Linked DNA regions of Zea mays: region 1 is linked to region 2. Evidence: chromatin contacts called from public Hi-C data. All regions are on one chromosome and are shown on one strand. The core of a region is the stretch at or near the end of the contact, and the rest is flanking DNA. Distances in the headings are between cores, read along the strand shown. Region 1 holds the start of LOC100192094 (lipase). Region 2 holds the start of LOC100217097.

Region 1 (3,531 bases), core at 389-2,888, 140 kb before region 2:
AGTCACCGCATCTGGCACATGTCCAAGTAAACAATTGCGTCAAATCGGCAGTATAGATCTGCAAAATATCGTAATGTTTAACTCCAAAACACATTAAAGAAAAGGCGCAAACCTAAATAACTGTGGCATATTTCCGTATGAATTTTGAGGGAACAGTTTAATAAGTTGAATATTGAGGAAAAAGCAAGGGGGAAAAGGTAAGTGAACTTACTGCAGAAGCATATTCCACGAGTATCTTGGCAAGAGTCGAGTTGTATATGGTAGTGGAAGGGTTCTGTTTGATCGTAAGTTCTATTTGACGAAAGCAAAGCGTTACAACAAAGTTTCGTTGTGAAACTACCGTGGAGTAATATGGAACACAATGAATACGTTGAGACAAACCAACTAGCAGAAAAAAGAAGGTATGTAAAACATGGAAAAATGACACATAAATATAACTGCACAGAAATTTTGAATTAAGTGGGTATATGTTGATGTCTTTGAATCAAATCTGTACGCATCTGTCGCTTGTTAGAGTGAAACTGACTATGACCACGCTACAAACCATACTGACAAGACACGGCTCCAACTTTTTGTTTAAAATACTGAATAATCGAAATGCAGGGGCAAGGCAGATTTTATACTACTAAAAAGAAAACCTGAAGAATCGAAATGCAAGGACAAGGCCAATTTTATACTACTAAAATGCAGCAGCGTAAAAGTATTGGCAGAACGTGTGTCTGCATAGTAAGTACTAAGTAGCATGATAATTTGCCGCTAATTTATTTAATCAACCTTTTGAAATCGAAACGCCTTTCCAGTTCGTTAAGGTGCTCCTGAGAAACAGGCGAACTAAAAGTATCTCGTCTGTTCTTTGCATATGGTTTCTTCTTTTTTTTTCTCACGGATACTCCCACTCTCATAGGAAATCTACCCAAATTAAGTGAAACAGACACCTCTAAGGACTTGTTTGGAAGAAGGGGATTGGAGGGAATTTATGGGGCTAAAATACATTACCATTAAAAATTGATTGAATTGTAATGGATTTTAGCCTCTCAATCCCCTTGGTCCCAAACAAACCATAATTCTTTAAACGCAGCGAAGAGCATAACCTCTCGATAGAACATTGTGGAACCAAGAGACAGAAAAAAGGGGAGTAACTGCTCTCACCTCTCCCGGAGCAAGCAGCAAGGAAGCACAGCAGAAGCGCAGCCTTGAGCAACCCGCGGCGCCCCATCCCCTGAAAGGCTGGAACCACAACACGGGACTGGAAAAGCCAAGCGCACAGCCGAAAATCACGAGGAGTCCCGCACGAGGGCAGCGGATATTAGGCGAACCACACCGGGGACACCCTTCCGGAGAGGCCCGAATTGGCGGCGGCCGAAATTCCGCCGCGCGCGACCGCGGGGCGCAAGCAATCGGTGGATTCGGTGAATCCAAACCTGCGCTGAATCTTATTCTGACAATCGAGATCAAGCAATCCGATGCTGTCTGAGGCACGGGAAGAGTCGGGAAATCGGGGCGAGCGAAATACTGTGCTATGATACTAAGAAATAGAATAAATTAGGAATGGTGATAAATTAAGGGAGCGAAGCGAGAGCACGAAATACTGTGCTATGATACTAAGAAATAGAAGAACAACAACAACAAGGTTGGTGCGAAATGACGCGGATGCCCCGCTGAAGCTTATCAGAGTTTGGATCGGAGGTCGCGGTCTGATGCTGACCGGCGACGATGAAAATGAAAAGATCCTTAAAATTTTAACTAGTTTTTTCTATATATGATATAAGTTTAGTGGTTCAATCAATTTTTAACAGTGAAAACAAAATCGGACTAATTATTACAAACTCAAACCTACAACCAGGAACCATTTACCACGTGATTGGTTATCTGTGCAGATACAACCTGTATATTTTGATTGGGTTTCATGTATGTGAGGATGTCGGCTTGCGTACACTCATTCAGTCTAGGCTTTTTCTTCATCATGCGCTTGCACCTCTGGAGAAGTGGCGAGCCGGCATCGCTGGTGAGCCAGAAGCGAGGGAGGCCAACGTGCGGTAGGCTGACAACCAATCACGCGTTTAATGATATGTCCAAGACTACAAATAAAACTCCATCCATAGTATGTATATATAGAGAGGTTTGGGTGACGGGTTTTAAAAGCATGACGTCCTAACCATTTATTTATATTACCAAAACTGATTTGAGTTTCGTTATTTAATCTAAAACCAACCCTTATTACTATCATTTGATCATCGACACCCATAAGGCTTGCCCAAAAATGAAAATACTTTGCTTTCTTCTCAACGTGGCTCAAAGTATTATTTTCAAATATTTGTTTCAAATCAAATGCTGCTATATGACTTCTTTATTACATAACTTAAATAACCATCTTTATTTCAAATTTAATAGTTTTTGTTGGTTGCTTCTCGACCGACAGAAATTATTTAATTTTTGTAGACTAATTGAAAAGCCTACAAAAATATTTTGGACCATAAAAGTTTTCCATTTTGCTGAGTACTAACAGTATAATAGCAAAAAATGTCAAGAGCAACTGAGTTGCGACGATGGGAACGTTGAGGAATGCATGGCTTGAACGAGCTAGGTGAGCGTTAGCGATCAGCCACTGGCCTGGCTCACCAAACAGATTTTTCTCCTTTCTGAAGATCATTCTGTTTTAACTATCTTGATTGAAACATGCAGTGCAACACATCCGTGCAGACCTATCCTATCAATTAGTTGGAGGCACGCATGAGCTGGACGTAACTTGCTCATGTGCCAACAATTGATTTATTAGCGCCACCAAATTACTTAGCTTTTTATGCTAATTTAGTTTCGGGTGGAAATTGAGGTATTATCTAGTTATCTTTTGATGCTAAGTTAATTAGTCTTTTGGAAGAAAAAATGGAGCAAATAAGTAACATTCTCTAGACTTTTAAAGGTTTGGCTTGGAAACATTTGTGCTCACCAAAATTTATGCTTCTTACGTTTTCATGGTTAAATTACTTGGGATTTTCATGTTCGTCTTAAAAACTGTTATCTATTATAGCTCTATTGTCTTTTTACAACTTCTATAAAAAATGATGTCACTATCTACTATAATCCGCAATTTTAAACCTGGTGGCAACCAATTGAAAGTCCAAGTTAAGAAGCAATCGGTACCTTTTCCTTTCCCTAACGTTCTGAAAACGAGGCTTCAGCTTCGATTTGATCACCAATAGAAAACAGCTCTAAATCTACGATGAGGTCTAATTTTTTATATATGGTTTCAGTTATCGCGCCAGTAAAAGAAAATCGGCGGGCTAGATTAAAGACCCGCTAGTAGAAACACATTTCCACTGTAGCGGTTCTCTTAAACAAATCATCAGACGGTTAATGTAAGGGAATCGTCAGTGAAAACTGAATCATCACTGGTCGTTGACATAAACAAGCCGTCAGTGTAAATGGACGATTTTCACTGGCGGTTTAATTAAGAGAACTGCTAGTGAAAATGTCCACCAGCAGTTGCTTACTCCAATCTTCTGTGACCGTTGTAGTATAAAAATTCCTTCT
Region 2 (3,964 bases), core at 1,163-3,662:
TGTGAATTCACATGTTTTCCTCGGAAGGATAACCCCGGTATTTGGTCGAACACAGTATCTTTTAGGGGATGTCGTTTTAACCTAGTCAATTTGAGGTAAAGGAAAACAAGATCAGAATTTGCTCAAAACAATAACAGAACAGAACAAGGCACAAGCAACAAAACATCTAATTCTAGCTATAATATCATCAGAAACTAATTACTTAATTGGATAATAGTTTGTACTTATGTACTCAACATTATATCAAGTAATGGATAATTGTTTAATATGTTAACTATGTGTAGAAAATAACTTCTGAGTTATATCAAGTAATGGATATAATTATATCAAAACATTAGCATGATTGGAGAAAGACTAGAGTAGAAAACAAGACGTTTAAGATGGTAAGTCAAGGTTGTTGACAAACCTTAAAAGCAACATATTCGTTGGACTTGTTGGTTAGGCAGACAACACATGAACTTTGTTTCTTCACCTCAACTGAAAACAACACAGAGTTGGGAAAACTGGGTCAGATTTACATTTAAAAATAAAAAAACAAATACAGAGGCCACGGTTTGAAATGAAATGGCAAAACTAGTGAAAACAAACTAATGCATTTTAAAGCACGATTAGAAGTCCAGAACAAAGATGTAGAAATGCAGAAATGTTTCAAAAAAAGAATGCTGAGTTCAGTACAATAACCAAGCTGACCAGCCGAACAATTTTAGGTCTATTTTGTGAGTCCAAAAACCGGAGTGGATTGGAGGGGCTAAGAATTTTAGCCCCTCCAATCCACTCCGGTTTTTGGACTCACAAAATAGCCCTTAATGTTTCAACACGATAGGTTAGGTATCTGCGAGAGACAGTTAGATTTTTCCTGTGAGAGTCACAAAGTCCATTTGATAACGCAGATGTTTGACTAATGTGTTACCTGTATTCACAAAGGCCAGAGCAAAAATAGTGATGGGAAAAATAAAAAAACTCAAGTGCACTTTCTTATAGATCGATCAGTAACATACCATTTCACTACAGGTTCCTCAACTATTACTTTTAGCATACTCATTGTGTCTTTTTCTATTTTTCACATAATAGTGCAACCCAACCTTTTTGAGACAGAATCAGTTACAGCTATGATTGTACTCTGATCCAGGTCCGGCCCAAGCGCAACGCAACACATTTGTAGTTTAGGGATACCAAATAATGTATCATGTTCATAATAAAGCTTACCACACTTTTCCTGTCATCAAGGCCCTTCTCTCAACACAAATTAATATCAGGCGTAGTGTGAGCCGTTAGTGCGCTTTCATTCATGTTAACAAGAGCCAACATCCAAGCAGGTCCTTCCATGCTTCCCTAACACGCTGACACACGCCCCACCAGCAGCAGCAGCCACCGGACTTTTACAACCACTCGCACCACAAAGCCTACCTGTATGTGACCAAACGAACAGAATGGAAGCAACCAACTAAAGTAGTGGGGTGGAAGAAAAGATACAGGCTCTACAGTCGGCACTGCCACACATTACTGACAAAGTAAAGGCTAGGCTTGTTGCCTCGATTTGGGTCTGGATCCTCGAAAATCTGCCGAGAGAGAGATTCTGCGAGGTGATCCTCTAAAGTTCATGGAACCGTTACAACCGAGTCTGAGAAAGCAAGGTGGACGAAACCGTTTGCGTCCCGGATTCACGATGGGGTTTTAGCTTGGCTCCTACTCCATCGAGTACATCGCAGGTTCGGAAACCGATCCCCCAAAGCAAACGCAACAGTACTAGTTCACTCCGCGCCTATGATCATCAATTCAACGCACGCGCAGGAAACCATCAAATCCGCAAAAAAAAAAAACTCGAATCATCAGACAGCGTCATGCATAAACCTTGGCGCCACACACACACACACACGGACGATCCGCGACAGGGGGAGAAAACGTGAGCAAAGCCAACGGAAGACGGAAGCGAAGCAGACAGGCACGCCCCGCAAGCCAAGCACGGCGCCGGCGGCAGCGTCATGTGCGGTTCGTCGGCGTGGGCAGATGAGGCCAGGCGAGCGGGCGCGGGGACTTACATGTGAACTGGAGCTCGCGCGGGTGGATCTCGACGAGGTCCTGCCCCATCGCCGCAGGCCACGAGCAGACGCACCGGCTGCACAACAAGCACGAGCGCTGCCCGCCAGTAATCCCCTGGCGTGGCGTGGCGAGGCGATGCGATGCGAGGCGAGGCGCAACCGAGGCCGAGCCGGCGTGTGGTGCGCTACAAATTAGCAGCGTGTCCCCGTCACGAAGCCTCGGCGTCGCGCGCGACAGGGACCGCCCTCCCAATAGGCAATAGCGGTAGCGGCAGGGGAGGCGTCGGAGTGAAGACGACGGGAGGGAAGAAGGAAAGGGCGGAAGGCGGTCGCTCTCGTCGCACCGCGCCGATTTTGACGAAGTGGTGGGACGGCTGGGCTGGACGGGGTTTGGGAGGGAGTTGGGAGTACCTAGGGGACGCGGAGCGTATCCCAGGTCTGGGCCTGGCTGTGTGGGGCCTCCTTTTTCGCGGTGTGGGGTCCAGCTGACAGAACCTTTTGCAGATTGGTCCCTACGCAGTACGCACTACTCCCACCAGTCCACGTCCACCGCAGTGACACACCCTTCACTTGCTCACGACGGAAGTAGCCCTCGTTCGTAAATCCGCGATAGATTGGGGGTGGGTTTCTGAAGCGAAGGCTGCCAGGTGGACCACGCCGCCTTCACCGCCGTGTCGGCTGGAGGAGCAAAGCATACCAGTGCGGGGACGGGGGATTCGTGCTCGTCAAACGCAAACGGTACGGTGGGTCCAGTAGGGCGGCGCCACCTGGAGAGTGGAGGCTGGACGCGCGCACCGGGTTGGCTGGTCACCGTCAGCCCGGATGCTGCACGTCTGCAAAGGAGAGCTGGCCGGTTCGGATTTGCGGAAGCTGCGGCTTTGCTTTGATTTGATTTGGCCGCGTGCTTGCTCCGGTGGTGGTGATCTTCGTTTCTTGTTGTTTTATTACTGTGTCAAGTTATCTGTGTTGGCAGTTGGCACTTGGCACAGGTAAATGGGGTAGCGACGTGTCAACGTGCAAGGGCGAGCATCTAAGGGCATGTACAGTGGTGTTTAATGTGGGGGCTCTTAAGGTGTTTTAGAGGGTTATTTGCAAAAAAATCTTAGAGCCGTCTCTCCGTGAAGAGACGCCTCTGGCTCGTAAACCAAGTAACAACAGACGCCTCACTTCCTACTGTACGAATTTGTCGTCTGTTCTATCGATCTGATGCTATACAAATACATTTAATTCTGTATTTATTAATAGACTACGTTTATAGACACTCCATTGTACAATAGAGTCTCTTAGTTGTCTCCTCTGCTTGGAGAACCGTTTTGGTGTCTCTCCACTGTACATGCCCTAAGGCATCTCCACTAGTCCCAGAAAAACATGTCCTATATTTTGGTTTAGAGAAACATTAACAAAAAAACTCCTTAAATCAAGTTTCTAAACTTTACAAAGTTCTTATCTGAATCTATTTTCTCCATAAATGTAGCAACAGGGGAGGAATAGTCTCGAAAATCATCCACCCGCCAATTCCATTGGCAAAAAACGAGATATGTGCCACTGGTTCGTGTCCTTTTTATCATTAGGAAGAAAAGAAAAAAAAATAACGATGCATCTAACATCAATCTCTCACCACCCCGCGCGCTGGTTCTTAAAAAGTTTTGTTCAACAATCTCTGGTTCTTGCTTGAAGAGTGCATCAAGCAGTTTTGATTCAGAACTGGGTCGGTAATAAAACAGTTTGGCATTGTGATTCTGATCTAAAAGTAGGTTAGTACACCAGTTTTCTCTGGTTCAAGTCGGTTCATCTTATATATATTAATTTACAGCAGACAATTAGTAATTCTTTATTAGAAGTAAGATGATGTGATTTGGTTTAGCAACTTTGATGATTGACAGCCACCATCTTGGTGTGGAGCAAGCCGTAGTATAGGGAAGAGC

Evidence for each region. Hi-C and Micro-C count contacts between places; a contact is called where the count stands out from the background.
Region 1: a Hi-C map of tassel shows a contact between it and region 2, with 3 times the contacts expected there. The contact joins the promoter of LOC100192094 here to the promoter of LOC100217097 in region 2. A contact is called at or near these places in 9 of 25 Hi-C or Micro-C datasets (bundle sheath, ear, endosperm and 2 more).

What each region holds. Positions count from the first base shown.
Region 1 is chr3:156,063,144-156,066,674 of Zm-B73-REFERENCE-NAM-5.0, reverse strand. It overlaps LOC100192094 (lipase), which reads right to left and starts at 1,638. Exons shown (of 10, transcript NM_001137517.1): 1 at 1,150-1,638; 2 at 212-291; 3 at 1-58. The coding sequence starts at 1,216.
Region 2 is chr3:155,926,183-155,930,146 of Zm-B73-REFERENCE-NAM-5.0, reverse strand. It overlaps LOC100217097, which reads right to left and starts at 2,412. Exons shown (of 8, transcript NM_001143466.2): 1 at 2,040-2,412; 2 at 407-477; 3 at 1-81. The coding sequence starts at 2,088.